Regions from separate parts of the Hordeum vulgare genome. Here region 1 is linked to region 2. A link is a contact called in public Hi-C data. All regions are on one chromosome and are shown on one strand. Each heading gives the region's core, a stretch centred on a gene start, on an enhancer-like site or on the middle of the called end of the contact. The rest is flanking DNA. Distances are from core to core; before and after follow the strand shown.

What was found. Hi-C and Micro-C count contacts between places; a contact is called where the count stands out from the background.
Region 1: a contact with region 2 is called in a Hi-C map of leaf, with 2.2 times the contacts expected there. The contact joins the promoter of LOC123426855 here to the promoter of LOC123426854 in region 2. A contact is called at or near these places in 3 of 6 Hi-C or Micro-C datasets (leaf and seedling).

Annotation. Positions count from the first base shown.
Region 1 is chr2H:502,123,328-502,129,141 of MorexV3_pseudomolecules_assembly, forward strand. LOC123426855 (mitochondrial phosphate carrier protein 3, mitochondrial-like) reads left to right here and starts at 2,636. Exons shown (of 6, transcript XM_045110751.1): 1 at 2,636-3,104; 2 at 3,583-3,944; 3 at 4,034-4,077. The coding sequence starts at 2,799.
Region 2 is chr2H:501,924,552-501,930,116 of MorexV3_pseudomolecules_assembly, forward strand. LOC123426854 (gamma-glutamylcyclotransferase 2-3) reads right to left here and starts at 1,742. Exons shown (of 8, transcript XM_045110750.1): 1 at 1,454-1,742; 2 at 1,283-1,359; 3 at 770-823; 4 at 318-374; 5 at 203-243; 6 at 49-120. The coding sequence starts at 1,562. It overlaps LOC123426853 (F-box protein FBW2-like), which reads right to left and starts at 5,504. Exons shown (of 2, transcript XM_045110749.1): 1 at 4,674-5,504; 2 at 2,250-3,028. The coding sequence starts at 5,401. The coding sequence ends at 2,512. It overlaps LOC123433625 (a small nuclear RNA gene), which reads left to right and starts at 1,963; the gene lies at 1,963-2,122.

The DNA.
Region 1 (5,814 bases), core at 1,386-3,885, 200 kb after region 2:
TTTATCAATTCGTGGGAGGCGTAGGATGAAGATGTTCTCTCTCAAACAACCCTGCAACCAAATAATAAAAAGTCTCTTGTGTCCCCAACACACCAAATACAATAGTAATTTGTATAGGTGCACTAATTCAATGAAGAGATGGTGATACAAGTGTAGTAACGGTAGTAGATATTGATTTTTGTAATCTGAAAATATAAAAAACAACAAGGTAGCAAGTAACAAAAGTGAGCATAAACGTTGCTGCAATGCTTGAAAATCAGGCCTAGGGTCCTTACTTTCGCTAGTGCAACCACTCAACCATGCTACCATAATTAGATCATATAACAATACCTCAATGTGCGGTAAAGAATCACTCCAAAGTTCCTATCTAGCGGAGAACATAAGAAGAAATTGTTTGTAGGGTATGAAACCAACTCAAAGTTATTCTTTCCGATCAATCTTTCCAGGAGTTCACACTAAGATAACAAGTTATCCTTTTCAATCGATCTATCAAGAGTTCGAACTAAAATAACACCATAACAAAATTAGATTAATAATACCCAATACAACACAAAGAATTTCAAGGAGCACACCAAGATTTATATCGGAGAACATAGTATGAAAACGTGCAATCAACCCCTATGCCTAGATTACTCGAATGCCATCATGGGAATCCGCGAGTTGATGCCACAACATATATCAAGTGACTCACTTGAATACCCCATGTCACTATGGGTATCCGCATGCAAGACATACATCATGTGTTCTCAAACCTGAATGTTCAATCCAATATAACAAGATCTTAAAGTGAAAGACTCAATCCATCACGACAATAGCATGGGACAAACACCATATGATCCAACTATATTAACAAGGCCCGTGGTATATCAAGATCATGAGATCTCAAGAACACGAGAGAGAGAGAGAGATTAAACACATAGCCAATGGTACAAACCCTCAGCACCGAGGGTGGACTACTCCTTCCTCGTCATGGCCTCTGCTGGGATGATGAAGATGGCCACCAGAGATGATCTCTCCTCTCCGGCAGGGTACTGAAATATCTCCAGATTGGTATTTCGTGGCTACAAAGGCCTGGACGACGAAACTTCTCGTCTAGTGTTATTTCTGGAGGTTTCTATATTTATAGGATTTTTGGGCGTTAGAATCACGCCAAGATGGGCCACGAGGTGCCCACTAGACATCAGCCCACCAGAGGGGGGTTGGCACGACCTGGTGTCTAGTGGGCACCACGGGCCCCCTCTCGTGGTTCTTTGCTCCAGTACTTCTCGTTTCTTCCAAAAAAATTGTCAAAAAGTTTCGTCCAATTTTCGTAAACTTTTATTTCTGCACAAAAAACAACACCACGATAGTTGTGCTGAAAACAACGCCAGTCCGGGTTAGTTCTAAATAAATCATATAAAGTGCAAAAAAAACCATATAAAAGTATTATAAACATAGGCAAACATGGCACGCATACTTCATTAATTATCGATATGTTGGAGACATATCATGGGTGAGTAGGCTAGCGTGTTAAGATCTCGGTATCAAAGTCTTGAGTTCAATTCTCAGCTTTAGCATGATTTCAAGGTTATAAAACTACAAGTATGGAAACTGCTAGCATCAAAATTTGTTTCCAACATATTTTCTCCCATAAAATTACCAGGTCTGCGATGTATGAGTTATCAAGCTATTCACACAAAATTTAACTCAGGGTATTTTATCAACGCGTGCCTGCCTCTACCCGGTCACCAAATTTACCAAGACCGAGGTACATAAGTTATCATGTTAGCGATGTGTGAGTTACCGTGATATTCACATAAAAGTTATCGGCGGTATATTTCATCACCTCTCTTCGCCAAAGTTACCAAGACCGGGCTACATAAGTTATCAGGTCTCCGATGTGCGAATTACCATGTTGTGGACACCAAAGTTACCGAGGGATATTTCATTAACCCCCACCCCCACGCCAAAGTTATTAGGACTCAGTTATATAAGTTATCAGGTCTGTGATATGCGAGTTATCCTGATATTCACACAAAACTGACCGAGGGAGTATCCCCGTGGTCGTCAAAATTACCATGGTGTCATCAACTCTAGACGAGTTGGTAAAATAGTCTACTTAAGTACGAAAAAGATTGGACATTGCATTAACTTTTGTGTCAATATAGAAGAGGAGACAAGTTAAATAGCCTAGTTGGTTTCATTTCGTCAAGAAAAAGGAACATATATGAGGTGGTTGGCTACTTGAGTTACCTCATGAGGGGTACAAGGATGGAATCCTCTTGTGTGCATCATTTTTTATATGAAAATAAATAAATAAATAAAACCCGGACGTACTATGGTTTTCAGTAAAAGAAAATAAAAATCGATCCTAAAATAAATTGGGGAATCGTTAGGTCGTGCGGATCTGTCGCGTCGACTCGATGTTAGCTTTCTCGAAAAGAAAAAGAACATCTCTTCTCTGATTTTTGTTTGTTATGTTACGCCTGAATGGGCTTTATTTTTGGTAGGCCTTCTTACTGGCTGGGCTAGATCAGCAGAAAATCACGCTCATCATTAGACCCGGCCCAACATCTAACACGAAGAGACGGTGCCGATCCGTGGCTCCGTGTCCTTCGTTATAAAACCACTTCCTCGGAGCGAGGTGCCCTAACAAATCGCGCAGCCACCGGTCTCCCTCCCCGCGAGCAAATGGCGGCGAGCCTCACGCTCGCCTCCCTCCCCCCCCGCAACCCACAAGACAACCCAGCCCCGCCCCGCCCCCAGGGGAAGAAGAAGCAGAGCACTCGCGGCGACCGCGTAGAAGCCCAACCTCAGCCATGGCCCTCTCCGATAGCTCGCGCCACGCGCTGCTCCCCAGCTTCCTGTACGCGGCCCCCTCCGCCGCCGCCACCACCACCCCCTTCTCCGCCGCCGCTGGCATTGGTGGCCGCGGGCTCGTCGCACCGGCCGATGCGGCGGCGACGAGGCCGGCGGTGTGGACGCGGGCGCCTAGCGAGCCGTCCCGGAAGATCGAGATGTACTCGCCCGCGTTCTACGCGGCGTGCACGGCCGGTGGCATCGCCAGCTGCGGGCTCACGCACATGACCGTCACGCCGCTCGACCTCGTCAAGTGTAACATGCAGGTGAGCTTCTGTTAGACCTTTCTTGTCTCCGGGGTATGATGTACTGGAGGGTAGTTAGGTTCGGATTGTGTGCATTTGTGTCCAACGCATAATGCATCTGGAGTATGCGCATATTCTATGCCTTATGTGGTTCTGTTGTCAATTGGTTCGTACACATCGCCTGCTATTGCATCTGTTTGTCTCATGATTATTCCTGGACGTGATGTTATCTGGGTTAAATGATCCTGTCAATATGTTAGTACTTAGTTGCTTGTGGATATTTCTATTCGGTTGGACGGGATACTGCAAGGCTGCGTGTGCATAGACCCAGAGTTGGATCATGCAATTGTTTTACATTTTCAACAATTAACTGTTGCTGTGGACCAACTGTCAATGAAGTATGGCATCCCTTGATTTTGTGTGTGGTTTGTAGTCGTTATGCTTTATCATTGTTATGAAACCAGTTAGTAATGACATGGCACTTTGTCTGTTTTATTAGATTAATCCAGCCAAGTACAAGAGCATCTCTTCTGGATTTGGTGTTCTATTGAAAGAGCAAGGGGCAAAGGGTTTCTTCAGAGGATGGGTGCCTACTTTGATTGGTTACAGTGGTCAAGGCGCCTGCAAATTTGGTTTCTATGAGTTCTTCAAGAAGTATTACTCGGATATTGCTGGACCTGAGTATGCAGCCAAGTACAAGACTTTGATCTATCTTGCTGGCTCTGCTTCGGCTGAGGTTATTGCAGATGTTACCCTCTGCCCTATGGAGGCTGTGAAGGTCCGCGTGCAGACACAGCCTGGTTTTGCCAAAGGTTTATCTGATGGACTGCCTAAGTTTGTGAAGGCTGAAGGATATGCTGGGTAAGTCGACGCAAAAGTGACTGAAATATTGCAATCTATTTTCTCTGTAACTGTAAACTCACTCTTCTGAAACAATGCTGGGTGTGCAGATTGTACAAGGGAATTGTTCCGCTCTGGGGCCGTCAAATTCCATGTAAGTATCTACTACTTGCTCTGTTGCCGCCATGAATCCAGATTGCATTCCTTAGGAGACATTTGCTACTCTAAATCATGTAATGATTGGGCAGTGGGCACCCTAGGAGACAATCGCTACTCTAAATCATATAATAAATGTTGAAAACTAAATTTATTTGAATGTAATAACCAAGTTACTCTGTTACTGACGCATAAGTTGTGCCACCTTAGAGTACATATAGTGATAGGAGCGTTATTTCTGCTATCTGGGATACGTGGAGTGCATTAATCATGCCTTATTATATTCTTGATTTTTGAACATGGGACTATACATTCACTTAATTAATGGAGCCTAATTATTTCCATGGACATCAGATTCATGCATTTAATTGCACACAGTTCCTCTTGAGGTCATAGTATGATTTCCAAGATTTTATGTGTGCATATACAAACATTTCCACACTGCTTGAGCTATCCCCATTATAACTGGGCATAGGCTCCAATGGAGTGGTGTACACTATTTATGGACAATGGTCTCATTTCTTGCGGGTGACGAATCTTATTGTCTTTAACATACAGTAATATCATGCACTTTCATCATGGCTTTAAGTCAAGTGTTACACTTTAATATGCTACTGTCTTGTGCGTGTGCAACTCTACCATACTTTTGCTAGAATTTTTTGTTGCACATTGTTGTTATTCTTGAAATCATAGAATACTGTTTGAGTTCTCTCTGCTGTTCTTGAAATCTAGGGTACTGATTTCCAAGATTATATACGTGCATATAAAGATTTTCCACACTGCTTGAGTTCCCTCTGCTGTTCTGGAGTGAAACTCCAATTAAGTGGCATATATTTATGTGTGGGTAGCAACCTCCCAACTCTTTTTCATCTATTAGTATGTTTTTTCTAGAATATTTATTCTTTGTTGCACATAGTTATGTTCTTCTCGAAGTCACACAATGATTTTGAGATATATTTGTGCATATACAGAATTTTCACACTGCTTGAGTTATCTCTGTTATACTAGAGCGGAACTCCAATTACGTGGCGTACATGTTTGTTAAGATATATTACTTCTTGTTTATTAACACATCTTTCATTGGGACTTCAATATTACTTTGTTTATCAAAACATCTCTCATTGGAACGTAAGTATAGTTATTCTCTAGAATATTAACTTCTCGTTGCACATAGTATTGTTCTTCTTGAAATTACCCAATGATTTTCAAGATATATTTGTGCATACACAGAATTTTCACACTGCTTGAGTTCTCTCTGTTGTACTAGAGCGAAACTCCAATTACGTGGCGTACATGTTTGTTAAGATAGATTACTTTGTTTATCAACACATCTCTCATTGGAACGTAAGTATAGTTTTTCTCTAGAATATTAACTCTTTGTTGCACATAGTATTGTTCTTCTTGAAATCATGCAATGATTTTCAAGATTTATTTGTGCATACACAGAATTTTCACACTGCTTGAGTTCTCTCTGTTGTGCTAGAGCGAAACTCCAATTACGTGGCGTACATGTTTGTTAAGATAGATTACTTTGTTTATTAACACATCTTTCATTGGAACTTAAGTATAGTTTTTTCTAGAAATTAACCCTTCGTTGCACATAGTGTTGTTCTTCTTGAAATCACGCAATGATTTTCAAGATTTATTTGTGCATACACAGAATTTTCACACTGCTTGAGTTCTCTCTGTTGTGCTAGAGCGAAACTCCAATTACGTGGCGTACATGTTTGTTAAG
Region 2 (5,565 bases), core at 492-2,991:
CGGTTTCAGTTCAAACAAAATAATGCTGAAGTTAAGGAGGTGCTATACTTGGCCATTTCTTCCAGCGGAGCAGGACCCAGATAGTTTTGGTTGGCCTCCTTATTTGTGGTGGCTAAATATCTGTTGGTGGAATGCAGTTCCATCAGTTTCTTTAAGCAATTTTACCAAGAGCTCATTTTAACAATACCATAAAAACACTTACACCATCATATTTTGGACTTCCGGTATTTTGGGGGAAGAATCCTGAAACATTTCCAAATCACATGAAACATCTGGAGCATAAGAAATAATTCAAGCACTTGGTAGTCATATCTTACTGTATACAAGTCAAGGTAAACCTTCTCATCATATTGCTTCTCTCTTACTTCCAGATACTGCAATTCAAGGCTGAAGGTAAGTTGACAATAGATGCAGGTAACCAACTCAAAGTTGGTTTATGAAAACACCGATCAAGGGCAATATTACTTTGATGCACAAACGGGCTGCTAGAAGTAGCATCTAGACAAAGTATCCGAGTTCAAATGAAGGGTTCTTACTCTTCTCTTAAAGAAAAAATATTTTTCTTAGCTCAGGGCTGAATCATCAATATCTCAACAAGCGGTATAACAAAGCACACTCATACTATTAACCAATCTGTTTATCTCCATTATGACAGACAAAGAACAGCATTCTCGTTCGAACCATGAAATAATTGTGCATAATCATTTACAAAGTACAGCAATGGTGAACTAAATCCGACTTGGTCAATATATACAGTCTTCTTTTTTACCTCCAGGGCTGTCTGCTTATCTTGCTCCCTTGAAATTTTGTAAGCAACTCCCCACTGCAGTTACACAACAGAAATTCAGTTGCAAATCTTTTTCACACTCCATTAACAGAATTGCCACGAGCATGAAACAAATACTACAGAATAACATAACAATACTGGGGAGCATTAGCATAACGAAAAGACGTTACTGCGGATAACTAACGCACTTGCGAACCCATTTCACATGTACGTAGGAGTACTATCTAAGGTCCTCATGATTTCATTGAAATAACTCAGGGAAGGTACGATTCACCATCCTAACGCAGTCCACACCCATATAAACTTAAGCTTCAATTCATTCCGGTTCAAGACCACTGACACAGACAACCACTATCTGAACAGGCGATGCTACGCAATCACTATCTGATCAATAACTCACTGACAGTGAGGAACAGGAAAAAAAACGGATGTCTCAACCAATCCTAGCACAGGAGGGTTCATCATAAACTCAGAGCAGAGAGTTGGGCGGCGTACGCATGTGGACCCGGGCTGGTGCTCGAGCGTGACGGTCCTCCCGGGGAACTCCGGCGTGCCCCTGTGGTCCGTGCTCCCTGTCGATCCGCCGACAAAAACCAGAGGGTCAGCGAGATAGATCTGAGAAGCTCCGGCGAGCGGTCGCCGGACTGGTCAGTTATCAAATCATACCCTGGTAGAAGACGCGGCGGTAGTCCCTGACGAAGCCGACGAGGCGGGCGTCGTAGGCAAACCCGGGGTTCCACACCAGGGAGCCGTAGCCGAACACCCACATCACCATGCCGCCGCCTCCGTCTACCTCCCCTCACTTGCTCCGGCGGAATCGAAGATCGTCTGCGTATCGGCGGCGCGGGGGATTGGATGATTTGCCCCACTTTACAAAGGGTTGAATGATTTGCCCACTGTTGTCTCTGCCGCTTCTCTGATTGGATGCCTCCCTCCTGCGTTCTTCCAGGACGGCTGGAAAGTTGGAGGCCAACTGGCTGGTCTACTGGAGGCCCACGTTTACCACAAAAAAAAAAGTACTGAAGGCCCATGTTTCAGCCCGGACATGGCAGCCCGGTGGCCCACGTTACAGATCAGGTTATTAGGTGCTACCTTGTTTAGTACCGCATCGCTTGCCTGAGGAGGTTGGAGGGGAAGCTGTGCTATATAACCAAGGCAGGGTGCGACCTTGAAACATACTTACCTGGACGGGGTCAATGGCTGATCAAGAAGAGCCATGGCCTAGGCTAGTGGTCCACATTGCACTTGGTGGATGCGCTAGCTTACCATCTCCCAAAATGGGAGAGTGTACGTCATAATTTGTGATAGGGGGGATACGCGTTCGCGCGGTCCCTGCCAATTCCATTATAAATTTGTTAAATTTGGAATTCCTTTTGCTAACCATTGTCTTCAAAGGTAGGAATTTGTGCTTTGGTATCCTACAACATCAGAGCTGCACAGACAACCATCAAGAGAGGACTCATGAACAATCTGAACAATCAAGATTGCACATGCCAAGCTCCCAAATAATAACTCCAGAACATAATTTCTAATCCTAGCACAGGAGAGTAACAATTACTACTACCTCAGAAGACAGACGCTAAGCTAAAAACAATGCTTACTCGGTCAGACAAGAAGTAAGCATTTCAACTGATGTTTTAGGTAAACAAAAGGAAGCTTGCAGTTTCCGATAAATCCCAGAAAGCCAAACCGTTTAGCACCCCCGAATTCTATAGCGCATTTAGTCAATCATCGCTTTCAGTGTCATCGTAGTCGTTGTCGCCACCACTGCTTGAGTACTCGTGGTACTCAGGCTCCCATGGCTCCCTAAACGACTCAAGAGCACAGCATCTGTCCTCGATGTTGCCGTCAAGCCTGACATTCCAGCTGCCAAGTATGTCCAGCGTACGCAGCAGAGGGCATTTGGTGAGGATGGCATCAAGGCCAACATCACTAAACCAACCATGCGCAAGCTCAAGTTGTGTAAGCATCGGCATGGTATTCGCAATTGCCAGGGCCTCGTCTTCAACCACTCTAGGTGCGGCATTGCTGCCTTGGGGAGGCTGTGGAGGAGGCCTGTTCCTCTTCAGCTGAGCAAGCGACTTGCAACTTCGGCCTATTGCTTCCATGCCCCTCGATGTGATTTTCTCGCAGTAGCTGATGTCCAACACTCTTAGAGCAGGAAGGTGTTCCACATACCTCTCCACGGCTTGGTCAGATATCTCGCTCACCGGGATCTGCAGGACATTAAGCAACTTCCCCCTGTCCAGTGAAAATTAAACATATTACAAACAAAACTTCAATAGTGGCAACAATGGTAAATTAGGTGCCAAATTTGCAGCATATGTGACAGAAAAGAGAAGATGCAGTGCTATTAAGCCAATCAATGCACATAACAAAGCATTGGCATTACAGATCGTCGAAAATAGAGAGGAACCACGGACAATGTTATAGTCCTAATTTCTTATGCTACTCAGAAATGAAGCAGTACAAATTGTTTTCAAATTTTTTGTTAAGTTTTTTTGATTGTGGGTGAACCGTGGGTGCAATGTAGGTGGGTGCACAAAAGCCACTCTCTACAAATTAAGCAATATGTGATGTCTCTCAAGAAATAGAAAAGCTAGTTTGTGCTAGTTTTCTTCACATGACAAGAAGCCTCAGAAAAACCAGGAGCGGCATCCTCTGAAACTAGTTGTTCTCATTTTGTTTTGAGAGAAACAAAGGTTGGCCCTAATGTCATCTAACAGTATCCACACATCATAAAATCAAAATAGCAGATTATCATTTTGTCAAATCAAAATAGCAGATCATGCTGTTCACATTTGCACACAAGCAGATGCCCTTCAGTAGCAAATTAGCGAAGGTTTATCCCCAATGAACTTGCGTGGGTATGTGTTCGCGTGCGACGGTGTAATCGCTGAAAGAAAAGTATGGCTTGAACTCTGATGCATCTTTCTGTAAGACTAAAAATGAAGGAGTTGTGTTAGCAAGACCATTTATTTTTTTACAGAAGTGAGCTGCCATCTACAAATGGTTATCGTATAAACATGCATTTTACAGTGTCATCACTAGTGCCTGGTGACTAAACTGAAAAACCTCTAGCAGCAGCTTTAATGCTCAATAGCTCGTAGGCAAAATTCTACAGCTTGAAATCAATCAATTAATTAATGTCCCAAATATATAGTTCTCAGTTTCTGACAGTTCCAAACTATGAAACTCCTGAACTTTTGATGCAAAATTGAAAATTTTATTAGGAGTAATTGCACCACAGTTCTAAGTGGGGCACTAAACTAGATAAACAGATAGGCAATTTGTAGTTCAAGCAATGAATTTTTTTCCACCATAGTTCACAAGGCATCAAAATATCACGGCAGCTTCTCCTACTTTTGGGCCAGGCAAAGAGGGCAGCGCAACTTACAAGGTGGCGACGCAGCGTCGCTGACGTGATAGGCCGAGAGCCGTAAGATCGTGTAGGCCTAAACTACAAACGGTTATCGTATAAACATGGATTTTACAATGTCATCACTGGTGCCTGATCACTAAACTGAAAAACACCTAGCAGCAGCTCTAATGCACAATAGCTCGTGAGCAAAACTCTACAGCCTGAAAGCAATCAAGTAATTATTACCCCAAATATATACTAGTTCTCACAGGTCCAAACTATGAGTCTCCCGAACTATTGATGTAAAATTGGAAATAAAATTTTACCAGGAGTCATCGCACCACAGTTCTAAATGTGGCGCAAAACTAGATAATCGGATAGGGAATTTCAACAGTTCAAGCATTGGGCTTTTTTCACCACAATTCTCAAGACATCGACATGTCACGGCAGTTTCCTTCTCCTACTAGCATTATGAAACCAAGAACCAAACCTTTTGGGCCAGGCAAAGGGGGTAGCGCGACTTACGAGGAGGCGACGTAGGCAAGCGCAGCGTCGCCGACGCAATAAGCGGAGAGCCGTAAGATCTTGCCTTGGGAGCGGGCGACAAGGCGGCGCACAGCTGCGTCGGCCCTGACTCGGCACTTGACGCGGCGGCACCAGGACTCGATGTCCACGTCCCCCCACATGTCCGGCGACGCAGCGGCCTCCCTCCACGCCTTGCAGACCGCCGCGGGCCCGCGCGCAATCTCGTCGGCGGCTAACCTGCCCCGCAGTATCAGCGCCATTATCTCCGGGCTCGCAGCCTCCGTCCACCTCCAATCGTACATTTCCTCCTTGGCCTCATCGCCCCTCACGTCTCCTCCACCGCCCCCTTCCACGGCCTCCAAAGGACTCGCCTTCTCCGTCTCCGGCAAACACACCTCCTTCTCTCCTCCGCCGGTGGCCGCATCCGCGCTCTTCCCCGCCGCCTCCGGCCAGCTCGTTCCAAGAAACCCTCTCCCGCCGCAGCTTCGTCCATCAAGCCCCACCATTTCCGCCTCCGTCTCCATCCGCCACCCTCCGCCATCTCCGACCATGGCTGCCCCGCCACCAACTTTGGGCTTCTTCTTCATGGCCTCGGCGTGCGACCACTTCACCACGGGCGCCGGCGGCTTCCCTCTCCAACCCCCATTAGGCCGCTCCCTATCCACACCCCACCCCGGGCTCTCTCCTCCGGGGAATCCGGCGCCGGACGGAGCGTTCCGACGCTTCATCGCCGGCGATTTGTCTCGGCCAACTCGCCGTGCTTATTTTGGGGTTTCCCCTTTTCGGGTGGAATTGGGGAGGAGCGGAGAAGCGCACATCCGGCTCACTAGAGCTCAGCTAACCTCTTGTAGCAATGGAGAGGCCGAGGCCCCACCCATGACCTGGATTGTGG